4 separate regions of the Mus musculus genome follow, and all the other regions are linked to region 1. Evidence: chromatin contacts called from public HiChIP or PLAC-seq and promoter capture Hi-C data. All regions are on one chromosome and are shown on one strand. Each heading gives the region's core, a stretch centred on a gene start, on an enhancer-like site or on the middle of the called end of the contact. The rest is flanking DNA. Distances are from core to core; before and after follow the strand shown. Region 1 holds the start of Arl15 (ADP-ribosylation factor-like 15). Region 2 holds the start of Ccno (cyclin O). Region 3 has its middle 16 kb from the start of Gm41069. Region 4 has its middle 57 kb from the start of Gm34790.

What was found. Promoter capture Hi-C pulls out the DNA fragments that hold promoters and counts their contacts. HiChIP or PLAC-seq counts read pairs in DNA pulled down with a chosen protein or histone mark.
Region 2: a contact with region 1 is called in a FOXA1 HiChIP or PLAC-seq map of pancreatic cancer cells. The contact joins the promoter of Ccno here to the promoter of Arl15 in region 1. A contact is called at or near these places in 3 of 115 datasets of contacts at active chromatin or transcription factors (bone marrow-derived macrophages, memory CD8 T cells and pancreatic cancer cells).
Region 3: an H3K4me3 HiChIP or PLAC-seq map of bone marrow-derived macrophages shows a contact between it and region 1, with 5 times the contacts expected there. The contact joins the enhancer-like site here to the promoter of Arl15 in region 1. A contact is called at or near these places in 1 of 39 promoter capture datasets (hippocampal neurons), 4 of 115 datasets of contacts at active chromatin or transcription factors (bone marrow-derived macrophages, forebrain, large pre-B cells and 1 more) and 1 of 9 other capture datasets (embryonic stem cells).
Region 4: a contact with region 1 is called in a promoter capture Hi-C map of liver, with 7 times the contacts expected there. The contact joins the enhancer-like site here to the promoter of Arl15 in region 1. A contact is called at or near these places in 1 of 39 promoter capture datasets (liver) and 4 of 115 datasets of contacts at active chromatin or transcription factors (astrocytes, bone marrow-derived macrophages, embryonic forebrain and 1 more).

Annotation. Positions count from the first base shown.
Region 1 is chr13:113,793,143-113,796,432 of GRCm38.p6, reverse strand. Arl15 (ADP-ribosylation factor-like 15) reads right to left here and starts at 1,925. Exons shown (of 5, transcript NM_172595.4): 1 at 1,737-1,925. The coding sequence starts at 1,784.
Region 2 is chr13:112,986,381-112,989,526 of GRCm38.p6, reverse strand. Ccno (cyclin O) reads right to left here and starts at 1,725. Exons shown (of 3, transcript NM_001081062.1): 1 at 1,243-1,725; 2 at 451-636. The coding sequence starts at 1,629.
Region 3 is chr13:113,240,057-113,243,425 of GRCm38.p6, reverse strand. No RefSeq gene overlaps it. Among named protein-coding and RNA genes, the nearest start is that of Gm41069, 16 kb to the right of the region's middle. Within about 2 kb of position 1,390, at least 43 of the 459 cell types and tissues checked have an H3K27ac peak or open chromatin away from gene starts, as enhancers often do. A contact at or near this core is called in bone marrow-derived macrophages, where this site is marked.
Region 4 is chr13:114,759,862-114,763,045 of GRCm38.p6, reverse strand. No RefSeq gene overlaps it. Among named protein-coding and RNA genes, the nearest start is that of Gm34790, 57 kb to the left of the region's middle. Within about 2 kb of position 1,920, at least 18 of the 459 cell types and tissues checked have an H3K27ac peak or open chromatin away from gene starts, as enhancers often do. A contact at or near this core is called in liver, where this site is marked.

The sequences.
Region 1 (3,290 bases), core at 676-3,175:
TGAAGTGGCCAAACAATGATTTTATACGAAAGCCAAAAAAAGGTGTTAGGGAAACAGGTAAAACAGATGGGCCAAGTCAAAGTGAAACCCAGGGCCCAGTGACAATGACCTAAACTCCCAGGGTAACCTTATACCTACAAATATTCATCCATCTACTCTGAACCCATGTCTACATGGCAGGTGACCTGAGCAATCTGCAATGCTGTTTTCCCTCAGGTCTTTTAGTGGGCCTGCTACCTCAAAGACAGCTATGTGCTGAAGTACTACAACAGTCTCAGCAGATCATGAGAATCCACCCCACCCCACCCCCCACCCCCCGCCCCGAATACCTCTCCGAATCACTAAGTATCCAAAATTAGCAGTACAGGTAAGATGCCCTATACTTTCTTCTTATTTGGTAATTTTTTTTTCTCAGCAAACTGGCGTTTTGTGGGGCAGATTACAAGACATAGCCATAGCATGATATGGGTAAACTACAAATCAACCAACCATTTAACTTTCAAAATAGCCTCCTGGACATATTTGAGAATCATCAACCTACAAGGACGCTTAAAGAATGTTCACAGATAGCCCACCTAACCTGGCGCAGCGATAACACCCCTTTATGACAAAGATAGAAGTCACTGCCATGAATACATAGACAGCAAAACCAAAATTCAACTGAGACTCTGACTTCGGCTCTGTTCTCAAGGTCGCGCACTAACTGGTCTCCATCCTTGCCAGTTTCTACACACCTGAATAAACCCTCATACACTGGTAACGTTACAACGCAGCCCTCTCTTTCTTGGTCTGGAAAGTATTCGGTCTTTCTCCGTACAGCCTTAAGTGTAATTCCTAGAAGGCACTGACAAATCTCTGCTAGGCCAATCTGCAGTGGAAAAACCATGTGTCCTACAGGATGACAGAAGGGCCAACACTTCTAACCCTCTACTTCAGCACTGCATGGCAACAGCCGTTCGTTCTGACACCATCCACGCAGAAAATGGGCAGGATCGAACACGGTTCATGTCAAAAAGGATCTGCTTGACCACAAACAGGCAGCTCTGTGGAAATACAATTTCTGGAACGAAAACACGAGGCTTGCACAATTCTAGAAACACGTCTAAGTGTTCCGTTCCAGCGCTGTGCTAAAAAAACTTTTCCTACCTAAACTTCCCAGCACGGGGCTGATCTCAAACCGATTGCCAAACCATGCACACCATGCACAAAAGCGGCGTGCACCACAACCACAGCCGCGGGGCAATGCCTGTCCCTGCCCAATCCTGCTCAGGCCGGGTTGCAATGTGGTTTAGTCCAGTCTACTTTCTGGTAATGTGTTTTTAAAATCCCGCCACGACCCAGGTCATTCCTTTAGAGATCTAATAACGACCAAATGACCGGACCTGCCAGGCACTTAGCGAGCCATTCTGCTTATGGCTCTTTAATAGCTCTTGGAGTTCTGCTAAGAGGAGAGCGGAAAACTCCAGCTTCCCCGGAAAGAAAGTCCTGCGCCGGGAGCGCGGAGAGGCGCGCGGAGCGTGGCCCCATCTCCCGCAGTCCCGCCGGTCCCCTCCGCGCCTTTACCTGTCAGCCCGTCCTCTCCCCCCGCCGCCGCCCCTCAGAGCCAGCCCCGGGAGAAAGCAACCCAAGGCATCCCATCCCAAAGAAAGAAAGCCGAGAGGCTGCTGCTCCAGGCAGGGGGCCATGGGCCACCGCGAGATCCGAGAGGCGACATGCCGCCGGCGCCCCGCACCTACCAGATAATCCATGTACAGAAACGCCTCAGTTATCCGGAGATCAGACATCCGGCAGCCTAAAGCATCCGGAATGGCTCCGAACCCGGAAAAAAAAAAAAAGCAGCAGCGTCTCGGGCTGCCAGCGAGCAGCTCCTGAAAAAGCCAGCAACAGCGAAGATCGCCGAGAGCAGCCGAGGAGCCGAAGATTACACCAGGGAAGCGACGATTGGCTGGGAGGGCGGGCCGAGGAAAAGGAGCGCGCTCATTGGCCGGAGTGTCTATAAAAGGCAGTCCCCCCGGTGGAGGGCAGCAGAGAAGCGCGGGACCCGGGACGGTGCTGGTTCCTGTTTGCTGGGGGAGGGGCGGGCGGAAACGCGCTGCGGCCCCGGGAGGCCGACTCTCAGCCTCTAGTCCGCTCGAGACCCGGCAAGCAGCCTGCCTGAGATTGAAGAGCAGCGGCGGCGGCGTCCCCGCCCACCCCTCCTTAAGAAAGCAGCCCAGGGCGGTGGGAGGCAGTTGCCCCGAGCGCCTTCCTGTGGCCTTGAAACGCCCTGGACCTGCGGATTAGAAGGGCAGACACCTTAAAGAAGGCAAACTGTGCAGTACTGGGGACTGCATTGACCCTCCAGGGTGTGGGTGTCTGCTACGGCGGACAACTTGAACTTGACCTTCCTGCGGCTCAGCACCAGTGCAGTCCAGACTAGGAACCTAGAGACTCACAAGTAAATTGATCACCCCAAACATTGAAGGAGACAGGCATCTGATCTTTGCATGCTTAATCCAATGTACCTGAATAGAATGAGCGGTGGGATTGTGAAAGTCCTCTAAAGGACCCAAGTAATACTGTTTGTGAACCTTATCTTAGGAAAAACAGAGCCGGTGCACTTGAGACTTGTGCGTTTCCTAAATTAAAAAAAAAAAAAAGAAAAAAAGAAAAAAAAAAGCAAGCCGGGCGGTGGTGGCGCACGCCTTTAATCCCAGCACTTGGGAGGCAGAGGCAGGTGGATTTCTGAGTTCGAGGCCAGCCTGGTCTACAGAACGAATTCCAGGACAGCCAGGGCTACACAGAGAAATCCAGAGAAACCCTGTCTCAAAAAAACAAACAAACAAACTTGGGGCCCGGGCAGTGGTGGTGCACGCCTTTGATCCCAGCACTTGGGAGGCAGAGAGGCAGGCGGATTTCTGAGTTCGAGGCCAGCCTGGTCTACAGAGTGAGTTCCAGGACAGCCAGAGAAATACAGAGAAACCCTGTCTCGAAAAACCAAAAAATAAAAAATAGAAAAATTTTAAAATTTTTTTAAAAAAGAATTACTTGGAATTGAGTGAAAATGGGAGTCAAGCGAGATAAAGACAACGGTCAGTTCTGGATTTTTTTTCTTTCACCTCCAAGATTCAGGCTAGAAAGGACAGTCAAGGCAAAGGTGAGACAAGATAAGCATGCCATTTGGAGTTGGGTATGGAGAGGAGTAAAATATAGAATGGCAAGAAAATAAAAATCAAAATTGAATCTACTGGCTTAGTGCAACTGAGACTTACTAACCCTGGAGTAAAACAAAACAAAACAGAACAACTCCT
Region 2 (3,146 bases), core at 476-2,975, 810 kb after region 1:
GACCCAAATCCATCCAGCCTAAAACCCGGGAGAAAACTGGGACTCGAACTCTATATTCCTTCCACTTCCACAATTCCGCTCCTGAAACCTCTCCCCCCACCCACAGCTGCTAGTGCACCTTCTCTATCTACAACCCAACTTTAAAATGTGTGTGTGTGTGTGTGTGTGTGAGAGAGAGAGAGAGAGAGAGAGAGAGAGAGATTGACTTTAAAAGCATCTTTTCCAGAGACAAGTACCACAAAGCTTTGGTTGGGCGGCCAGCTACAGCCTAACCTCTTTGTAGTCTGAAAGGATTGTTGCTGTGAGTGGTAAGAGAAGTTAAGGCTATGACATGGAAAGATCTTCGAGCATCTGCCCAGATAAGCCAAGCAACCCAGCCCTAAGCCATGCACGAGTTGGGGAAGGGGGGCGCTGGCTGCAAACACATCGCACTCTTTCGCCTGGTGGTACCTGCTTGCAAGCGATGAGCAGACAGGTGACCCCGAGCAGCTGGAAGCAGTCTGCAGCAACAGGGGTCGTGAGGAGAAAACGGTCCAGAGTATTCACGGTCAGACACAGCGACTCGAAAGAGAGGCCGAACTGGCGGTGGACTTGCAGGAGCCAGCTGAGCAGTTTACAGCGCGATTCGGCAGTCACCTGGCCGGGAGCGAGAGGGGGAGTGTGCTGAAGCGCGCGCCCGAACAAAACAATCCAGAGAGGCAGAGAGGCAAAGGGGAAAACGCTAAATGACTGAAAAATAGGAGGCACGTGGGGGGGAGGGGGGGAGGTACGGGCCTGCCTTAAACCAGGCGTTCCGGAACGCCTGGGAACGTTTGGGCTCGCGCCTGGTATTGTGCACAGTGCATTAGGGCACACTACCCAGTCTAACCCTCTCAGCAAGTCAAAGGGACTATAAGGGGTGGGGGGTGGGGGGTAAAGTTTTTGTTTTTTTTTTAAACAGAAGTGCAAGCAAATTTAGGAGTTCTGGATCTGACGTAGAAGCTGTCGAACTGCGTTATAATAAAACTCCTCTACCCACCCCCTATAACTTCCGATATCCACCTCTCCACCCACAACCTTTCTCCATCTAAATAGGTCAGTGGGCCAATCCTTGAAGGTCCCAATTGCTCCTACTGATGGCAGATAATGGGCTGCAATGACTAGGGCTGTGCGAAGGGCAGCCAGCAGCCATGGAGAGAGCGAGCTAGCCTGGGAGAGACAGAAGCGCGACGGCCCCGGGTCTGGCTCTTGCCAGCGCCTCACTTGTGGCTGGCGCGCCAGCGACTCCCGCGGGTGGAAAAGATTCTCCTGCGCCTTTCGGAAGTCGTAGCAGCTCTGGCCGTATTCTCGGAAGGTCTGGAGATCCAGCGCTGTCAAGGGCTGGGCAGGGTTGAGTAGGGAGCTGCAGTCCCGCGCCGCAGACACTGCGGGGCTGTCGGCGCCGTCCGAGCTGGAGCTGGGGGACTCGAAAAGGTCACAGACGCCCGAGTCTCCCGGGAGCGAACACGCGTTCAGCGGCCGCAGCGGCTTCTTTCTCCGGAGGCACGGGCGTCTGCTCTTCTTCACTGGGGCGCGGAGGTTCTGGTGGCTGTCTCGCCTCCCGGCTCCCGCGGCGGGGCTGCCCGGGCTGGCAGGGCAAGGGGTAACCATGTTACAATCGGGTAGCGCTCCTAGCGTCTACGACGCCCGGAGCGTCGGCGCGAGAGCTGCGAGGAAGATCCGGTCCCGCTGGCGGCGCAGCTCTAAGTACCCGGACTGTGCCTTCCCTCCACCACTCCCCCGGCCTCTCACTGGCTGAGCCCCGAGCCGCCCACGGGCCGCGCTTTCCCGGAGGCAGAGCCACACCCCTCGCGTGCGAGCAACGCGTGGCCCCCGCGCTGGTTGCAGGGGGAGGAGGCGTTGCAACTCCCGCCTCTCACCCGCCTTCAGCTGCAGGCTCCGCGCGTCTGTCGTCACCGTGGCAACCGCAGCCCGGGTCCTGGCGCCAGCTGCTTGAGCTCGGTGGAAGAGCGTAAAGATCACTGGCCACCTAGGGGAGCCATGGGCCGTCTGAGCGGTTCAGCCGCCCCCGGAAAAAGGGAAAGGCTGCTCCGGGGAACCTGGTCCTTGGTTAGATTGTCTGGCCTGGTGTGATCATCTTTTATGCCAACCCTCATCCAGGTGGGTCCGCCTCTGAGCTCCGGACCAAGATCAGGCTAGGTTTTCTTCAGTGACCCATAAAAGGACTTGATTTGCGACTATTTTATTTCATTCCGCTGGCCCAGGGAAGGAGAACTTTGGCGCGTCGCTAACGTCTGTTAAGTATGTGGGAGCCCGTCCTGTCAGACAGGTATTTGTGATCCAAAAACGTAGGAAGTTACTTCAAATGACCGTCGCACAAGCCCGCTGCCCTCTGGATACTTTGCCCCGCACTTTTCATCCCGAGCCAAACACGCCAAGGCTGCAGCCGTTTAGGGCCTTAATGTCACAGGTGGCATTTCTGTGGAATTGCTCACAGTGTGTTCTGCTTTGGGTCATTAGCTTTTAACCCTCTACCTTTCTAGGTTATTCTTTGTGCCCAGGGTAGGATGGAGGGAAATCAAAGGAATGCAGAGTTGGGGGAGGGGGAGGCGCGGGGACAAGAGAGAAAGGTAGAATGTGACACCTTCTCCATTCTCAACCCGTGTACTCCAAACTCCGGTCCTGATCTAAAAGAGACGTTAAGGCGCTGTGAGTTCTGCACACGCGGCCGTCCTCACTGATTCCAAAGACAGCTGGAAATTGTTGGAGTCCACGTGCAAATCCTCCCCCTAGAAACTTGCCAGAGAAGCAGGTGAGGGGAAAGGGCTGGATTTCAGCTTCTCGCCTCCGTTTCTATTCTCTGTGATTCTGAAGGCGCTTTAAATTGCAGCACTTGTGTGACGCGGGGTTGCTGAGAATCACCTGAGAGGAGTTTTCTACATGCAAGTGCCTGGCTTTCTGTCTCCTCTCAGGCTGTTGATGGGTAACATTACGGGGAGATCAACCGAATCCACAGCAAGGGGGCCACATAGCAGACCTCTTCCTAGAAGAGTTTTCTGGGTGAGGAGGAAGGATCTAGGAACTCTCTGATTCTGCCTCTTGGTCCAGCGGGAAAGAGCACAAAGCACCTCATCAGTAGGATCCAGAGTGTACCTATTTAATGATCT
Region 3 (3,369 bases), core at 141-2,640, 550 kb after region 1:
GACTCTTGGAAGATGTCCTCTGACCTCCTTTGGCACACTCATGCACACACACAAACACAAACACAAACACGCAGGCATAGATATTAGATACAATCATTTTTAATAACTTGAAAATTCTGTTTATGTTCAGATGATTTTGACATCACTTTTTGCTTATACAGCAAATTAAATATTGTTACCTCTTAAATATTGTGTTACCTCCCCCTACCCCCACCAGCCCCTCCACCTAAGGCACGGTAGCTAAAAAAGTTGCCCCGTTAAATTAATGACTGACTTAATTTAATCTAAGTACTGCCTTCAAACCTTTGCTCAAGGCACAGTAACAGAATGTAACCATTACAAGATAAACAGTGCCTGAGTAGGAAGAGCGGAGGGCATGCACTTAGCCAAAGAGTATCTTTTTAATTTATAGACATGTGGTCCTGGTATTAAACTGAAGATTCTTTTTCAAGCAAAGAAAAGATAGCTTCCATCTACCCACTTTGTTCCTGGGACGCCTTAGGTTTGATTCTAGGGAGAGGCGTTCTCTGCTGAGAAGGATTTTCATGTCCGTGGATCAGATCTCTTGCCAAGGTTTTACCATCACCTGAAGCAGTGCATGAAGCAAAATCACAAACCAGGCTTCCACCAAGCTCCACCCACTCCCTTCCAGGCTTAGATCTAGGCATGGGGTGAGCACTAGGCCCAGCAGCAGAGCCACCCAGCAGGACTTTGCTCTGCAGTTTCTCTCTTCCTTTATTAAACTCCCTAGCCTAGAGGCAGCCAGCCTAGTTGTTCCTCAGCTTCTCCATCTACAACATGCTTCTCTCACACAGAGGACACTGTGAAGACTGCACACTGTCAGACTTACAGAGCCCCCCTCCCCCCCCAAAGCCCTGGCACATGGTAGATGTATAATATTAAGAGTGCTAATTTTATCCCCTTTGTATTTGCATCCAATGAGCAGGGAAACAGATAAACCAAACGGCCACCGCTCACTAATAACTAACATCAGAGGCAGAATGTGGCAAATGGCTGGGAAGGTAACAAGCAAACGTGGCAAATGTCTTGTGAGTGCACAGGAAGGAGAGTGCTTCAGCGGCAGACAGTGTCAAGGAGGAAGCGGAAGTGGAAGCTTTTGTTTTGCAGAGTCACAAGATGCTGGGAAAGCAAAGGAGGCCAAGGCAGTCACTGGACTGATCCAAAGAGTGTATGTGTAGGTCGTACAGAGAGAGAGAGAGAGAGAGAGAGAGAGAGAGAGAGAGAGAGAGAGACAGAGACAGAGACAGAGACAGAGACAGAGACAGAGACAGAGACAGGGAGATAGAGCACCATGTGAACAAGGGAAAGAGGAAGGGAGAGAAAGGGAGGGAGGGAAAAGGAAAGGAGAAGGGAGGGAGAGAGGGGGGAGGGACAGAGACAGAGACAGGGAGATAGAGCACCATGTGAACAAAGGAAGGAGGAAGGGAGAGAAAGGGAGGGAGGGGAGTCCCTGTGTAGTATAGCCCTGAGATTGTAGAGCACTAGAAGATCAGTCTGGAAGCAGAGGGCATGAGCAAGCTGACAAAAGTTTCAAAGGCCAGTGCAGACAGACATGTGCTGCCTGTGGGCCACAGGCTCCACGGAACTCAGGGCTAGGAACGCTGCCCAACATAAACCGTAAACATACTTATAACATTAGGAGATCTATCTGGAAAGAGCAATTTTGGGGGCTTGACTAAATTGATTGTTTTGTTGTGTGTTTGTTTGTGTGTTTGTTTGTTTGTTTGTTTTTCAAGGCAATGTTTCTCTGTATAACAAGCCCTGAGTGTCCTAGACTTGCTTTGTAGACCAGGGTGGCCTCAAACTTACAGAGATCTGCCTGCCTCTGTTTCCCACCTGCTGGGACTATAGGCTTGCACCACCGTGCATGGGGCTGTAATTGTTTGATTCTTAAGTGTGGACTTTGTGCATGACAACACTAATATGTTGTCTCAATGTCAAACAGGGGACACACCTGGAATTTAATTAAACCTTGATAATTAACCTCATGACCTTGTTAATGGTCTCCTTTTCCCCTGCTGTGGCACATACAGAGAACAAATGTTTGTACAGCACAGTGTGTAGACAGGTGAGGCTGCCTTTGACAGAAGCTGCAGAGAAGCTCAAGGGAGGGCTGGAGTGGTGGCTCAGTGGTTAAGAGCACCAACTGCTCCTCCAGAGGTCCTGAGTTCAATTCCCAGCAACTGCATGATCTGCATGATGGTTCACAACCATCTATAATGGGATCTTTCGAGACAGGGTTTCTCTGTGTAGCTCTGGCTGTCCTGGAACTCACTCTGTAGACCAGGCTGGCCTTGAACTCAGAGATCCACCTGCCTCTGCCTCCCAAGTGCTGGGATTAAAGGCGTGCGCCACCACTGCCTGGCCTGGTGCCCTCTTCTTGTGTGTCTGAAGACAGCTACAGTGTGCTCATATAAATAAGATAAATAAATCTTTAAAAAAAAAGAGGTCACGGGATCACCATCTCCACACACCTGTAACTGCTGTGATAAACATGGTAGCACAACATTTGGGGTAAGGGTGAGATCCCTGCTCTAAGCAATGGGGACAGGAGAGGATTTGAGAACAGGCTGTTAGCACTGGGACTTCCTAGTCTCTTGTCAACAGTCCAAACCGTAAGTACATGTCTGCTGAAGTCCAGAGAGTGTTAGAAGACTCTGGGGGAAAGATATCCTTATATACTGAGCTTTGGCTCAGTCTTCTATTTACAAAACTAATTGTTTGAGTAAGGGTGTCCAACTTAATAGTATATTTGAATACATAGAAGTACAATTTACTTACATTCAGTTTCCTGGTAGGAATGGTGACACTCTTGAAATCAAAGCATGTCCGTGCCCGAATGGACAAGCAAGTTATCTCTTCCCCAGAACAAGAGAGTTACAGAAGGAAATGCTCCAATCGTTTGTCTGAACTGCAATCCTTCGCTTAAGCTTCAGTCCCTGGCTGTTACCCGTGCTCTCAATTTTCCTGACTCTGAGGGAAACTTTAAATGTGTATACAACACTGAAAATTATGAAAGCTTTTGCCCAGCCTGGAGTAAACCACCAAGGTACACGGTATGCTTATCCAACCATGTTAGCAAGCGTTGGGCCCAGCAAGGCTGCCAGAGGTCTTCCTATCAATAGTCAATCATTTCTTTCTCTCTCTCTCTCTCTCTCTCTCTCTCTCTCTCTCTCGATTTAGTGTGTGTGTTCCTAAGTATTAGACTTTGATTTAGTCTTCTGTTTACAAAGCTAATTGTTTGAATAAGCGTGCCTGGCTTATTAACATGTGGGAATACTCAGAAGAACTGTTTATCTATAGCCAATTTCCTGGTGTGAATTGCATGTCAGTACCCAGTATCTGTGG
Region 4 (3,184 bases), core at 671-3,170, 970 kb before region 1:
TAATTCTTATGGAGCCCTGTCACACAGGCCCAAACCAAGCCAAGATATGACAACCAAAAGCAGTGATAAATGGCTATCCCTGGAGCAGGGAAGGTGTCCAGTAAGGTCTCAATGGTATTGGAGTGGAACCAGGTTAATTTAATATCTTCATCTCTGTTCTGGTAAAGGGTGAGGGATGGATAGTATCAGTATCCCCTGCTAGTATGATAAATGTATCAAGTTGGCAGCTGTTTAAAAACTACAACAATAGAAAAATGTACTGCACCATGGAAAAGAGAGGCTAGAAATATGGCATAAAAACACAAAGCGAGGTTCAACTTGGAAATATGAATGCCGTTACAATTGGGAATTATAATATGAAACAGGGAAATTGTCCAAAAATCTGGCCTGAAATGGAGAGGGGGTGGGGAAAGAGAAAAGAACAAAAAATCTCGAGACTGCTCATTCCCAAACAGGATATGGCATTTCTAAGAGAAGAGATCAGACAACCTGTGGACAAAGAGCATTTGAGCCAGGGTATGGAGTGAGGACTAAACAGACAACAGAGTACAGCAGGTTCAAAGTCATGCGAGTGCCTCCAATTCTACCACAGACGGAGCCTGTAGCACTTCCAGGGGAGCCAGCAGAGGCGCACTATTCAGGTTGACCAGATAGCCTTAGGTTACTGGAAACCAGTCACATTAGAAACATTTTCGTACTCCAGGAAGATGGAGTAGGTGGCTGCTGACAGACATTTTAATGGTCTGTCTATGACAGTCAACTTGTGTGCAATTAAAATGCAAAGCATTAAAATGGTTTTCTTAATCCTTCAAAGAGAAGCTAGAAATAAATGTGAATACCACAAATACTTAACTGTGACCAAGAGTCAGAACTCAGTGCAATAAATACCTTTCCTCCAATGATTAAATACTGCAGAAGGGATGTGGAGGCTCAGGAGGAACCAGAGATGAATGTTCTTGCCAGAAGGAAGAGAAGGGTTTTGTTTTTGGGTTTTAGGGTTTTTTTGGTTTTGTTTGTTTGTTTCGGGGGTGTTATTAATACCCTATCCAGTCATCCTGAATAGTTATTTGGGGGCATTTTAAAAAAATTCTTCAGCTATAAAAAAATAGGGAACAGTCTTCCTCTCAAAGCTGATAGGAAAGCTTAGTGAATAGTGCACAAACAATTCTTTCCACAATGCAAACTTTAGAATGTACCAACAGTAGAGCCAGCTAAAACCAAAGTGCAATGGGTGTGAGGAACTTCACTTCCATGCCTTCTCTCAGATCTCTGAACCTGAGTAAAATACTTAATAATTCTGTACTCCTGTCTCTAGTTTTTGATGATGATGATGATGATGATGATGATGATAATAATAATAATAATAATAATAATATGTCTAGCTTTTTATACATCATATTTTTGAGATCAAGTACATAGACCAATACCTGGCATACAGCTATTTAAAAGATAGTAGCTACAATGGATTTACAAGGCAATTTGTTTACTTATGTTAGGTAAAATACAACTGATTAGTTATTTGGCTTTCACTTAATTTGTCTTCTAATGTGTAAGCATTTGATGTCTACAATGCAATGCCCTGCCAAGATCAAAGAGCAGGGTTCTAGGGGCCAGGCATGCCTGGATTCCAATCTTGGCTTTGAGTCTCACTGGTTGTATTCTTGTGGGTATGTGATTTAACTTACTGGCATTTCATTTCCCTTCTCTGTAAAAGGGATTATCTGCTGCTTGGGATTATAGTGAAGAAGATTCAAGGAGCAAGCAGAAAGGCATGGTTGGGTCTTGACTCCTCCCGCCACTCCACACGTGTCCAAAGAGTCAGAAAAGGCTGGAGAAATCTTTCTCCTAGTCCTCCTGTATTGTGGGTCAACTTATCCCAACTATTTCCTAAAACTGGGAATAGTTCCAGGGACAAGCTGCAGCTGAGGACACAGAACAGAAGAGAACAGAAATCAAGGACAGTTGGAGACATAGCTGTGGGCAAACTCAGACCCTTGCGGATGGAAGTTGGCTGGCCCTGGTGTCATTGGGCAATGACCATGGGAAAGAACAGACAAACAAGAAATATTGCATGGTCTTAAAGATACAGGAAAGGTTTCAAAGTCAGAAAAAAAAGAAAGGGGATTTTTAAGAGTGATGTGGAAGATGCGAGTTTTGGAGGAATCTTAGATGCTTAAAATGTTTGCTTTCTTTGTGTTCTTAAAGTATGGGTGAAGTACCACATGTTTTTGAACAACTGCCACCTTTCTTAAGTACTTCTGGGATTTGTTTTCCCCATTCATAAAGCACTGATTTATCAAAAAAAAATCATTATTTTAAGCACTGTTGTTTTTATCAGCCCAAACAATCAAATCTTTTATTGTATACTATTCAAATTAAAGGGTCCAGCTGAGGTCACAGGACAGACTCTGCACAGTAAATACCTCTCTTCCACAGAACACTTTGTTTTCTCACTCCACTGGAGACGAGAAAAGCAGAAATAAATTTTGACAAAATAAAATAAAATATCTCCCTTAAAAGGGTTTAGAAAACTAGAAAGATGACAGAGGTCTCTACAAATAATGTGTAGCTGTGGTTATTAATGACAGATAACAAAGTGATAGATAACAGAATGAAATTAGGCAAATTGAACTTGACCCTATCCCTGTAGATAAATATACAAAATATAAATAGTTTGTGAAGATGTTTATTAATCAACTCACCTTATGGTCTATAAAGTGAGTCCTACGCAGATTAAAATCATGACTTTCTAGCTGCAAATTATTCCCTGGAAGATGGCTGGGCCTTTTTGGAGGTTTTTCAACTCCCAAGTTGTTTGAAAGCTTTTAATGTGAGAGTGGAATTGATAACTGATACCCTGTGGAGTTTGTAAAAATTAAGAAGAGAATGACTCAAAGGGAGTCACTTGGAGAATCTGGTCAAGTGTGAGACAAACAGGGGACAGGAGAGATCTTTCTGTGATTTGGGCAAGATCGGACTGTCCACACCCTTCCCCACTTACTCACAGTGCCTGTGAATTCCAAGTGAAGCTTGGAAGAGTTTTGTCCTGATCAGCATCTTGAGTTCCACCCCACCCCCCACCCCCCTCCTGAAATGCTCTAGCAACTTTCTTAGAGACAAATTTATTAATGAGGATCCAGCAGAGAAATTGTGTTCCCATGTGTTTAATTTGTTAGCAGAGTTC